Regions from separate parts of the Mus musculus genome. Here region 2 is linked to region 1. A link is a contact called in public Hi-C data. All regions are on one chromosome and are shown on one strand. Each heading gives the region's core, a stretch centred on a gene start, on an enhancer-like site or on the middle of the called end of the contact. The rest is flanking DNA. Distances are from core to core; before and after follow the strand shown. Region 1 has its middle 70 kb from the start of Gm30799. Region 2 overlaps Sipa1l1 (signal-induced proliferation-associated 1 like 1).

Region 1 (6,711 bases), core at 2,274-4,773:
CTGCTAAGTAGTCCTTGACAGAGCCCGAGAATTCACATTGCTAACAAATCCAAGGTGATGGTGCAGCTTTAGTCAGGGACCACTTTTGAGAACCACTAAGAGTCAAGATAGTAGTTTCTTAGGACAGGAGGGCATTATAATAGGGCCAGGATGCATGCCGGGAGCTCTGGACTGCATGGCCAGATAGTACTTCTTGATTTTGATATAGGTTATAAGAAGGTTATCCCCATAATAATTAATTAAAATCTACATTTGTTTATGTGTTTTTATTTGGTACTGCTTCTATTTTAAAATACTAATCAAAAATTAAAATTTAGGCTTGAGAGAAAATGTAAGGCTCAGCATTTAAGAGCATTTATTGCTGTTGTAGATGATCTCTGTCCAATTCTCAACACCCACATGGCAGCTCACAACTGTATCTCTAGTTCTGAGGGATCCAACGCCCTCTTATGACCTCGACAGGTACCAGATAGATGCATGATGCACATAAATCCACACAATTAAACATAAGACAAAAATACATACATTTTTTAAAAAATAAAAGTCCGTAGGATTAAACAAATAATTGTTGTCATTAATTATTATTGTAATTATTTATAGCATTGTAAATTAAACCCCAGCTAGCCAAGAGCTCTACCACTGAGCTACACCCCCAGGATCAGAGTTTCTGTTTTAGAGTTCAGTTGAGGGAATGTCTTCTTGTTCTCAAACCAGGAAGTAGGTATGAGTATTGTTGGGGGTATCTCGCAGAGAAGATTGTTTGGACACGCTTTAAGCCAATAGAAAGTCTCTATTGACCAGCCAGTGACTCCAATGGGTGTTTGGGACCTCAGGGTAGCACCAAGCCTTTCTCAGGGTGAGCTTTTAAGCACAAAAAACCATGTTCTGAGTCATCACATTTTAGTTAACAAGAACAGTTAGCCAGAAGCAGAACAGCAGAAGCCGAAAAGCAAGGTCAGTCCATTTAGAGACTTTCCCAGAGCTATGCACTTTGTTGGTGTCAGCCTCTGTTTTGGTAGGAGGTGTGTTGAGTGCTGCGGCCCAAATGGAACATCTGTCATGGAGTCAGTTAGGCTAAAGTTCTGGGGAGCTGCTAGGTCTGGGACCGTGTTACACCAAGGAGTCTGTGTCCATGCTTTTTACACACTCTGGATCCTAGCTCTGCTACAGAAATAAGTCACCGAGAAGTGAGACAATCTCACCTGGAGAGAGTCCTCTCTGAGCATTAACATTCCCCACGCTGTTGTCAATGACAATGTCTCTAAACCACATGCACTGTGCAGTGTGTGAGGGCTCACAAAGAGAAAACAGAACAAAGCACCCCCACCCCCCACCCCAAGGCAGTGTTGGTTTATTGAAGAAAATGAGGTGGGTTTTGTTTTTTTTTAAGTTATAAAATAGTGACGTAAATTTAAGCCTGAGCATATTGTGCTGACTGGTGAGAGAGAGAGAGAGAGAGAGAGAGAGAGAGAAAGAGAGAGAGAGGTGCCAGCAGAATCTCTATGTCTGACTTTCCTTTTCATTTCTGTTCTTTGCACTTGGCGCTAATGAAGCCCATATAGTTACCATAAAATTATATAAGTTCTCTCGACTCTGGGGCATGACTAGAGCTGTTAGCTAAACTCAGAGAAAAAGGAAGGGACTTCAGTGGTTCCTGGTATTTCTGTTGGCACATACCTTTAACAATCTGGTGAAGGATATAAATTCGCATCCCCCCTACCCCCTAAAAGTCCAAATGCACTCCTGAGACTTCACGATGCTGCCAGGATGCTTGGCCCCACATGTGCACTTCCTACTGTGAGCAAGAATTCTCGGGGGGTGGGGGAGAATAGACAGCCTTGTTATAACTTCCATGGTAGGTATTAGAATGGTGTAAATAATCCTTTTCCAAGAGCTTTTTGTGCTAGTGAAGAACAAGTTATAACAAAATGTTTTTTATTGATTGATTTTATGTGTACATTTTGCCTCTGTGTGGGTATATGCCCCATGTGCATGCAGTACCTTTGGAGGCCAGAAGAGAACATCACATTCTCTGGGAGTGGAATTTCAGACACTTGTGAACTGTCATATGGGTTTTGAAACTTGAACCCTTGCCTGCTACAAGAGTATCAAGTGCTTCTAGCCACTGAGCCAACGTGTTAGCCACCCCCAGATTGAATTTTTAAAAAGTGGGTCTCATTATATAGCCCTGACTGAATTAGAACACACTATGTAGATCAGGATGGTCTTGAAGTCACAGAGATATTCCTGCCTCTCCCTCCTGTGTGTTAGGATTAAAGGTGTCCACCACTGGACCCCACAAACCTCCAATAAAAATATATTCTGGGAGACTGCAGAGATGAATCAATGGTTACGAGTACTTACCATTCTTTCACAGAGTTAGAATTCAGTTCCTAGCAACAAAGTATTTTGTGTGCTCTGTGGGCACTGCACACACATGTACATAAACACATGCACACAAATTAGTAAAAATGAAAACTTAAAACTGAATTATTTTAAAGGAAAGAATGTTTTTGGATTGGTGGGATGGCTTAGCCAGTAAAGGCTCTTGGTGGAGTAGTCCTAGCTACCTGACTTCAACAACATCTAAAGCCTTCATAAAAATGGAAGGAGAGAACCAATCTTACAAAGTTTCCTGTTGGGAAAATCTCACGTGCACTGTATGTGAGGTATCGCCTGTCTCAGTGTTCTGTAAATATCTTCTTCATCACCCTCTTATTGGCTTAAGGAAGAGCTGAACGGCCTATAGCAAGGCAGAAGGAGAAAGGCGGGACATCCAGGCACAGAGAGGAACTCTGGGAAAGAGCCTTCACCAGCCCTTTTCTCTGGAAAAGAAGATCACCAGCCAGACTCAGAGGAAGGAATAGGTGCTGGTACTGAGGAGTGGTAGGTAACAAACCGCATGCAAGAACGAGGAAATGGTAAGATTTACTTAGATGAGCTAGTTGAGAGTCTGCCAAGCTACAGCCAAGCTTTCATAATAGTTAAAAAGGTCTCCTTGACATTGCTGGAGCGACCGGCGGGCTGAGGCAATCCGGAGGTATTTCCCCTCTGCCTTCCATACATGCATGGTGGCATGTGTGCTCCATTCCACATCACTTACACAATGATAATTAAAGTTTAGAAATTTAAAGAATTTTAAAATTGAATTATGTGTATATATAAATGCCCTCTGTATTCATATGACTACATAGTTTTTTATTGTATTCATATGCCTACATGGCTTTTGCAAGTAAAATGTCTTCAAGCCTTGCACAACCCATATTTTTTCCCAGGGGAACAAGAGAGACTCTGAACTTGCCAAATATGACTCAGCAGGTCATTGACAAAGCCTTGCACACAGGGGTGAGGAACGAAAAGCATTTTCAACCATCTACCTTGAGATACATAAAATTTCTGTGTTTGCTCGGCAGTGCAGTTGGAAGAGATTCAGTGATTCGGCCCAGTGTGGAGCCTGGGTTTGAAGAGGCCTGCTGTGTGGAACACTTCAGAACTCTGACTTCGTGCCTTAGTCACTTCCTCCTTGGGGTCCGCAGAGCCTCGACCTAACTTTATGCAGCTGCCGGTCAAATAGAACGTTTGGCTCTATTACTTTATTCTTCTTACGACAGCTGCTGCTTCCTGTGGGTAGACCAAGTTAAAAGAAAAGAAGTCCAAGCTTGCAAACTTGGTGCTGCTGTCTTTGAAGGAGATTTGTCTTGTTGGCTTAACGGCCCGTGAGGCTCAGGATGAAACACCGCCCAGAGAAAATGATCTACTTCTCGCCTTAGCGACAGTGTAGGGCCCAGCTCATACATGGATGCTATTAAGAGTGTGTTGTGAGGCCGGAGAGATGGCTCAGCACTGAAGAGCCCTTGTAGCTCTTGCAGAGGACCCATGTTTGGTTCCTAGCACCCACATGACAGCTTACAACTATCTGTAACTCCAGTGCCAGTATATCTGATACTCTCTTCTGGCCTTCCAAGGTACTTCCTGCATGGATGCACAGATGTCCCTGCAGGGGAAAAAAAAAAAAAAAAGAGCCAGGCGTGGTGGCACACGCCTTTAATCCCAGCACTCGGGAGGCAGAGGCAAGCGGATTTCTGAGTTTGAGGCCAGCCTGGTCTACATAGTGAGCTCCAGGACAGCCAGGGCTATACAGAGAAACTCTGTCTCAGAAAAAAACAAAATAAATAAATTAATTAATAAATAAAAACAAGTAAGTCTTTTTAAAAAGAAAACAAAAAGGAGGGTAGTTTGTGAAATTCGATTAGTGCTTTATGATATGTGAAGTCATAAGGTCATAGGATTATAATGATCAGCATATGCTAGATCTGTATGTTTAGTGTACACCACTGAATGATAGTTAAAAGGAACATAGAAAACTTTCTGATTTTTGGATCCTCAATGCCTAACACATGATCTGAAGTATAGTAATTGCTCAATAAATCATAGAATGACTGAACGTGCAACTGTGGTCGATCTACATTATGCTTCTTGGTATAGAAGAGAACATTTTTCAGAAGGAAAAACTTAAAACCAAATTGCTAAGGACCTTTTATTAGATGTAGGCGGTAACCAAGAGCACAGAGAGTGAATTGTCTAAATCTAAAAGTAGCTATGACTGAACTGTAATGAATATCATTCCAGTCAATTGCAATGGGTAACAGGAACTATTGTCAAATGCTCCACAGATGTACTCTCATCTCCTTAATTGGTTCCCAGAAACCTTCTGTCGCTGGGCTTGAGTTACAGAGTTATAGGACTTATTGTTATAGGAGTGAAGAATGAGTATTGCCTAGAACTGAGAATATTGATCACAGCCAAATTCCTTGATGTCAATAAAATGTTACAGAAAGAAAAGACTTCTCGAGTTATAATAGCTTCCCTTTAGTCATCAAGGCAAGATCTGTAGGAGGGAGACCATAGAGTTTCTCTCCAGCATAGAATGTCTTCTCTCTTAGGCCTGGTCATGCCATGAAGTTGTCTTCTCCAGAATGATCATGTCAGTAGGATGTGCTATAGGCAAAAATAAAAACAAAACCCAATAAAAAAGTCCCAACCTGGTTCTCTCTGGCTTTCCTCCACATCTAATGAGCAGGAGAGGCTCAGGTAGACCGGTTGTCCGGCGAGAGGCAGTGACTCTCATCCCTGCTGGCTAGTGTGGGCCCTCAGGGACCCAGAGTTGCCTGACTGTCTAAGGGCAGGAAGGCAGAGGTGCTGATGCCGGAATGTGTGGGACATCAAGTCCAGTGGTGGACATCTCAGAAGAGACAGCCCGGAGCATCCAGTCACAGGGGAGAGCCGTGGTGACAGCAGGGTGTTGAACGGGTAGGTGTCTGAGGACTTGTCTTTCCTTCCCCCACTGAAGCCACCATGGGGTCATACAATCCATTTCACTATATATGCACAGACTTTGCCGTACATAGGAGTGGGGAGAAGGACAGGGGGTAGAGTCAAGATTTACTGGAATAAACCTCTCAAGTTATTTCATTGTATTGGTTAGATTCACATTATACCCATAGACCACCTTCGCTGTGTTCCACCCATCACAATAACCACATGGCTCAAAGAGCTGAATGACTGCCAGGCCCTGTTTCTAAATAAATAATTTGAGAAGTTGGCATAGTAAGTGTGTTGTCTGGCTACACAGATATTCATGTAATAAAGGTCTATGGGATAAACAGAATCAGATGTGTCAATGTGTGGACTTGAACTGGAGACTGGATTTGAGCGATAGGAGATTTAGTTGCACAGAATAGAAACTCTCTTGTAGGCTGAGCACACAGGGAATTGGGCACAAGAAGACTGAAAAGCGTTGCTCGGGCTTTTAGAATTGACTCAGAACTAGTGTATTAGGTAATGTCTACTCTTGAATGGTCAGGAACCTGAGAAGTGGGAGCTACCGTCCCACATCCATGCTCCAGGATGATGCTGCCCAAGAGAGGCTGGACATATCCCCGCAAAGATGCCCACATCATGTCAGACCAGAAGTGGTCTTTACAAATGAGATAGGAGAGCTTCCAGAGACAGGACTATCCTAGACTTGGAGTATGGACTCTATGGCCAATCATACGTATCCTTAAAATAAGACTGCAAAGGGTGTATAAGTAAAGACAGAAGGAGATGTTGCAGATATTGTGTCCCCAAAATCAAGGAAAGCTCCCAGAGATGAGAACACAGAAGAGACAGAATGGGTTTCCCAGGGATCCCCTGGAGACTAACCCTCCTAAAACCTTGATTTCCTGCCCAGTGATAATGTCTGGACCTTTAAGCTCCAAAACATACTGTATATTTGCTTTAGGTTCCCTCATACTTCCTAATTTGATTAATTAGCAAGTTAATGTAATTTCCCTGTGTGACTGTTGGTATTTCAACACAGTGCCATGCTTATACCATGGTAGTCTCACTAAACTCAAGGAATTCAAGAGTCACACATGTGCATCTGGCTACTGGTGCCTTGGTCCCTTCTGCTAGGATGGTAAGATACGGATTTAACCATACCAGGCCCCAGAGGAAAGCACAATAGAGTCAGGTAAAACAAACCTTCCTGTTGAGCTAGCATGCTGTTTCCTGCCATTTTCTGGAAGTGATGGAACTCATTACTATTCCAAAACAAAAACTGAAGACGAGGAAATGCCTGTAACTTTAATTTTTTTCAAACCTTGTTTTTAATGATGATTCTTGTAGCCCACCACTCTCCAGAGGTAGTGGGGAAAGAAAGGATATGGG
Region 2 (6,711 bases), core at 1,325-3,824, 300 kb before region 1:
GAAATATGTTACGTTAGGGAAAAGAATATGCTCTTGCGTCAATAGAAGAAAAACTGTGGGTTCTTGCATAATTAATAAAAATCAGATTTGACAGGGGGAGACTCACTGAAGATCTTGGCTGCAGACAGGAAAAGAAATAAACCAAGTAAAATATATGCTAAACCCTCTACACGGGCATAGCTCTAAGACTGTTGGAGACATGAAAATGCCTGCAGCTAAAACTTCACCAATGCATAGCCAACAAATCTTGTTGGCTACAAACTCTTCAAGACTTACCATGCCATCTTTTCAAATGGCATAGATAGAAATTTATATTTATTTATATTACAGTTTGGTTATACAATCTAAACTAACATAAAAAAGGCAGAAAGACCTTACCAGCTCAGAGAGCAGAGAATCATCTTTAACTGAATTATGCACACTGTACATCCCTTACCTAATGCAGAAATGTTTACTACCTTTAAAGGTTTCTATGTTTGCAGAGCAGAAGGACCAGACACCAAAGAAGGTAAGACAAATAGTCCAGATGCTCTCACCTCAGACTGCGTCAATGCTGGTTCCTCAAGACCTGCATCAGGGACGAGTCTGCAGTGCCTAGTTAGATTGTCCAGTCAGAAAATGTTCCAGTCAGGACTTCCTTAAGCCTGAACGTTCTCAGCATACAAAGACTGGACAGCAAGGGCTACAGCTTGCTTTCTTAAGACTGACCAACACCCCCAATTTTAGGGGCCCCCCAAAAGAAATTAATTCCCCAAACCAGCAGGAAGCAATTTTTAAGAGAGTGAATTTCCCATTTCCAAGAGGTGGAGTGGATGGTTTTGATCTTTGAATGGATGATGGATGTTTATTGTCGTTTAAGGGGGTGCTTACAAATCGTAATGGTCTTGGACTAAGAGGAAACAAAAGAGGAAGGTTAGATTCAGGGATTTCTTTCTCTCTTTCTTTTTCTCTCCTTTATCTTTTCTCTGCTATCTAGTATTAGAGGGAGAAGGGATGAAAACAATAAAAGAGGTGGGTTAGGAATACAGGAAATAGCAGGAATAAAGGGTAGATTATTGACGCTAATGTAATCTACTAGCCTAAGAATCTTACACTGTATAGATTTTTGCATATTAATATAAACTTAAGGTTATATTTGGTTACAACATACTATGTATCAATTATTTTCAATGTATTGTACCTGTGTAATCCTAAAAAATGCAATGTTAAGTTCTACGCCTTTAATCTCAGCAGTTGGGAGGCAGAGGCAGGCGGATCTCTGAGTTAGAGGCCAGCCTGGTCTATAGAATGAGTTCCAGGACAGCTAGGGCTATACAGAATAACCCTGTCTCGAAAAACCAACCCCCCCCCAAAAAAAAAAGCTGCTGTTACAAACTGTTTAGGATAATTTAGAAATGCAAGTTAATAGACAATTAAATTCATGGTCATGTTAAGTATAGAAATATGTTTTCAAGGTTGAACAGATAGTAAATAGCTAGAAAAAAAAGCAACATTTGCCATTCAGATATACTATAGATAGATAAATGGTTTTCAAAAATGTCAAAGATCTATAGGACATGGCATTGAAAGATGCTTTATTAATATTTGTTGTTGTTGTTTTTGACAATGAGACAGGTCTGCTCCTGGCAGTATCCTCATTTTACTTCAAAGATGCTGACATCAATGAAGCTCTTACAGAGTTTGCTTCAATTGTACCACTGGCCAAGACACTGTCCTTGCTTCAGCAGCATACAGTATGTTGTCCAAACTGAACAAACAAGACACAAGGAAGTCCACTGCCTCGCTTTTCAAGGACACGGTAGGCAAGTCTTTCATATTTCCCACTTCCAAGAAAGTATGTTAAGATAGTCTGTGCCAGAGGCTGACGATGGACGCTCAACATTGCAGAGTGATTCTGGGGGCCTGTAGAGGCAGCAACTTTTTCTGTCATGTCCATAGTTTTGTAAGCTGCTTGCCTGCACTTCCTGCATACTCAGCTATGTATACACAGATTCTCAAGTCTGTGGTGGGGATGAGGACTAGATAGTAATAGTCTCAAAATTAAGCTTAGGTTGTTTTGTTTTGTTTTTCTTTGAGACAGGTTTCTCTGTGTAGCCCTGGCTGTCCTGGAACTCACTTTGTAAACCAGGCTGGCCTCAAACTCAGAAACCCATCTGCTTCTGCCCCTCCCAAGTGCTGGGATTAAAGGCATGCGCCACCACGCCCGGCTTAAGCTTAGGTTGTACAGGGTTTAAGAAGATGTTCTCAAGTCTAAGAAGATGTTTTAGGTTAGTAGTACAAATTATGATAGAAACTGATTTAGGTCTATAACTCTGAACCTACAAAAACAAGAGTGATAGAATACTTTCTCCAAGGTTGCCGAAAGCATATGGACTGGACACTGTGAATGTAAATCTTACCTGATAGTTCTCATAATTGTTATTAGTATATAACATTTATTATTGTAAGAGAAAGAGTGCTTTATTGGGCTGAAAAGAGAAAATATAGAGAGAATTTCTTGTGCAGTGTATGGCAGCATCACCTGTCAGTAACATGCTGTTGACTTATTAACTTCACAGGAAATAGGGAAGTTCCAGCACAGAGAGAAGATTCTGGGATGGAGTCATGTGGAGGCAAGATTCACCCCAAACTGAGGAAGATGGTCACATGACTCTGAGGGGGCGGTAACTAGCCATGTGGACTATTCTATTCCTGGACTGGGAACAGAACAAATGGGATAAATCAGTTACGAGCTAATGGGAACGACCCAAAGCCTTTGGCCTCTAGGCATGTATTCATAAAATAATTCAGTCTCAGAGTCATTATTTTGGGGAGTAAAGAGACCAGCTGGAAAAGCTCACAGTTATAGGTTAGAATCAGGGAGTTTCCATGAACTAAAGAAGGAAGGAAGGCAAACAAAGACAGCCATCACTATCCATGGTTGCTCTTTCTGAATTCTGTGGCCTAGTAAACCCATGGTCTAAACTGAAACCAGATAAAGTCACTTTCAATTCGTCTACGTAAGAGCAATAACTCTGCTGCCATGACATTATAAAGAACTTCTTAGCATCAAAAAATTTGAAAGTATAATCTTGTACCAAAGTCACTCTTTCCTAAAGAACAGATAGTAGATAGCCAATGTCAACACACATTGCCTTCTGTTTAGTCCCTGGTTTCTATAGGCCAGAGTATCATAGGGACTGCGACATTTACAAGCCACAGGAGTCTCATGAGTTTTGTAGAAAAGAAGCATCAGGGTCCATCTGAATGAATAAAATGCTCCCAGCCCAGCATCTGACCCGACTATAGCTCAGAGCCATGAGCTTTGGCTCTGGGGTCCAGATGTACCCGTGAAGCACATTTACTGTCAGTGTGCCCAGGGTGGCAAGCTGGTCAGACCTTATCATAAACCCTGGCACCCCGTGGCTTGGCCTTCAGGATTCTGATGGCTTATGTGGGTCGTTAGCAACCTCACTCACCCTCATAGGCTTTGGCGGCATCTACTAGGTTGGACCAGTCCAAATCTGAAGCTGCATCAGGCAGGGGCATCAGGCCAGGGTCAGGGATAGGCTGCCTTCGGGTCTCCTGGATGTCGGTGAGGGAGCTGTCCGAGGCAGAGAACTCTCCTACAAAGGAGACAACAGGATAACATGTGTGACCACAGCAGACGCACCGAAGAACTTATTTATCTCCTGTTACCAGAGTACAAGTGTAAGCCATGTGCAGATGGAATCAAGGTCTACTCCAGCAGGCCAGTAGTGGCCTTTCTGAAGCTAACCTGGCTTCCTCCAGTTTCTTTGCATCTCAAAAATACTTCCCACCAACTCTCCCCCAAGAATGTGAGTCATAAGAAACTTATTGAGGCCATATGTAGGTCTGCTGTGGATGAGTGGCCTATTCTCAGTGGGACATGGGGGCAAGGCAGGGTAGCTTTAGTGGTCAGCTTCCCCTCACAGTGTCAAGAGTCATCGGGGGAGAAGAGGCCTAGTCTGATGGCAAACTGAACTGTGGTTATAGCCAAGAAATACTGATAACTATCAGAGGAGCAACAGGACTTCTTTCTATCTGGGCCATGAGCCAAGATCTGCTCCCAACTTCTGTGGGCTTTGTGCTTCGGAAGGTGAAGGATAAGTACATCCCTGACCCGTGCTCCATATCCCAGGGATGGATGGTCTACTGTCCATGGCTGGATGTAGTCAAGGAGTATGAATAGTAGACCAGATCACAGGGAGAGTGCTAAGTCCCTCATAGGAGCCAGCCTTGGAAGGGACTTTCAGTGGGCCATGGCATTATTCTCCACCCTGGGGGCCCTAGGTTAGCACCTGAATGATATCCTGATTAGCAACATCGTAGCAATCAAATCCATCAACCATTTTTTTCTATGGCAAAGGTTATTCACTGCAAACATTAAACCCTCAACAGCTGACAATGAAAAAAAAAAATCTTTGCTTTGAGTACCAAGGGCCACCTGGGCCACAAGAGGACATTCTGCTGCTGCTGAGGGTGGAGGCAGACAAGTGGGAAGCAGGGAGGTCTTTGAGTGGTGGCAGCCAGGATGGATATGGCGTAGTATGTAACTCCACGTGGGCACCCCTCAAATGTGCTGTAGCACTAAACCCCTGCAAACAGGGAGCTAAGCAGAACTCACTACAAAGTGACGTGGCTCCAGAGATACTTACTTACAAAGGATGAGAGTTATGCCTATGATGCCAGCCTGGTAATCCAGGGTGTATTTAGCTGTGCTGAAGCGCAGCTGTGCTGTTAATGAACTTAACCCGAGCAAAGGCACTGAGTCCACGGACACCAGCAAACTCTGCAAGACATCCATGGCTCAGCTGTGTCTAACTGAGCCCACCAAAAGGATGGAGGCACAACAGGTAATTCTGTGTGCCACTTAGAACCTTTCTGCCCTTCCATCCCTGATGCCCAGGCTCCATCTAGGGAAGGGAACAAAACGACCACATCTGTCTCCCACATACATTCCAGTGTAGACAGCAACCAAGACTGCTGAGTATGGAACAGGCATCTCCAGGGGTTGCCTGGCTTCTAGCAGATGATAGGAAGGGGCACAGCAGGGGCGTGTGCCCCTCCCTTCTTCATGGCTCTTTGTGGGTCTGCTTCAGTGGGTCAATGACCCTAAGTGGATAACCCTCTAGGGGCTAGACCCACTCAGACACGTGATCATGCGTGCACACACAGGGACGGGGACAGTACTTTTTATTGCCTGTGAAGGTTGAAGGAAAGTGCAGGGAAAGAAGAAAGGCAGAATCACAGGAGTAAAGGGAGCACTGGCCCCAGCATGGAGGGTGAAAGGTGAGAGTGTATGAGACCTCCATAGAGGGCTTGTCCTACAGCAATGATTCTCAATGTGTGCGTTGTGACTCCTCCGGCAAACTTCTATCACCAAATATACTTACAGCATGACTATGGCAGTAGCAAAATTACAGTTATGAAGCAGCAATGAAAAGAATTTTATGATTGGGGTCAGCAAAGCATAAGGAACTGTATTGAAGGGCTGCAGTTCTAGGAAGGTTGGGACCCGCTGCGCCAGTGTGGTGGCAGCAGGGAGCAGTACTTCACATGTTAGCCGTAGGTGGGTGGAGGAAGGAACAGAGGAAGATGGCTTGACCCCTGAGTAGTGAGGGAGCCTGATGTCCCATGGCAGGATGGCAGGATGGAGATGTGGGAGAACTCTCATGCATGTGAGTGAGGGCTCAGGAAAGTGCAGCCTTCCTTGAGGTTTAGAAGACACAGCTCAAGCAAAGGGGAAAGAAACAAGGGTCTGATTTACACCATTGCTTCAGCAGATTTCTCAGAAGGGAAAAGTCAGAGAGAAATCTGGTTATAATGGTGCGCACAGCAAAGGGTCAGGCATGAGATGTGCTGCTGTGTCTATTGGATTCAGCACGGTGAGACCTGGAGTGGATTTGGGCAGGCAGAGGAAAGAAAAACATTTAAGTCTAAAGTTCCAGAACATGGCCGTTATAAAATAGGGATCTAGTTAGGCCACAAAGTAAGACAACACATATGACCAAAGGCTAGGTTCTAGAGGTGTCAGGATCCCTAATTCTCGTCCTGGAGGATCTCCTGCTGGCTGGCTGGAGTAGTGAGTGAATGAGCGTGGCAGACAGTGAGGGCAATCTTCTCATGTACTGGGATCTTTCAGCAGCTGAAGGCAGCAGAGTATACATCTCTAGGAAACTACTAATCTCACTTAGCTTCATTTGCCCAATGCTATTTCAGCAGCTAGGACATCTGACAAGAACACCAATCCCTGGGCCATTCTTTCAAAGTCAATTCAGCAGGTCTTGGGTAAGGTCTAGTGACCTATGACAAGCAATGCTGAGGTGAACAGTGGTCTGTTATTACAGGAGGGAGGGAGGGCTGAAAGATGAAGGAGAGGTAGAAATTCCTTCAACTACCCCCTAAGAAAACAAATGGCTGGTTGTCATACTGGGCCATGGGCCCTACACAAGATTGCCAAGCTGCAACTGCAGGACACTTACCATGCAATGACTTCATTCCCAACGTGTAAGATGGCCTCCTCAGTGGAAGTGACTTGGGGAGAGATGGGTAGGTACTGCTGAAGAGGACATCGTTGGGCAGGGCTTGGTCTAGAAGCGAAGCCCTGGAGGTGAAGAAATGCTCCCTCTGGCTGCTGTAAATGCTCTCATCTGACAGAGTCCTGTGCAGGGCCCGCCGGGAGGTAGGGGTAGTGGGGAACGGGGACTG

Evidence for each region. A called contact is a pair of places that touch in the nucleus more often than the background predicts.
Region 2: a Hi-C map of uterus shows a contact between it and region 1, with 3 times the contacts expected there. The contact joins two enhancer-like sites. A contact is called at or near these places in 2 of 484 Hi-C or Micro-C datasets (embryonic stem cells and uterus) and 1 of 9 other capture datasets (embryonic stem cells).

What each region holds. Positions count from the first base shown.
Region 1 is chr12:82,136,258-82,142,968 of GRCm38.p6, reverse strand. No RefSeq gene overlaps it. Among named protein-coding and RNA genes, the nearest start is that of Gm30799, 70 kb to the right of the region's middle. Within about 2 kb of position 3,523, at least 36 of the 459 cell types and tissues checked have an H3K27ac peak or open chromatin away from gene starts, as enhancers often do. A contact at or near this core is called in uterus, where this site is marked.
Region 2 is chr12:82,437,709-82,444,419 of GRCm38.p6, reverse strand. Sipa1l1 (signal-induced proliferation-associated 1 like 1) reads right to left here. Exons shown (of 21, transcript NM_172579.3): 17 at 6,486-6,711; 18 at 3,459-3,605. It overlaps Gm51987 (a long non-coding RNA gene), which reads left to right. Exons shown (of 3, transcript XR_003950209.1): 2 at 467-508; 3 at 1,615-1,797. Among named protein-coding and RNA genes, the nearest start is that of Gm51987, 5.4 kb to the left of the region's middle. Within about 2 kb of position 2,574, at least 5 of the 459 cell types and tissues checked have an H3K27ac peak or open chromatin away from gene starts, as enhancers often do. A contact at or near this core is called in uterus, where this site is marked.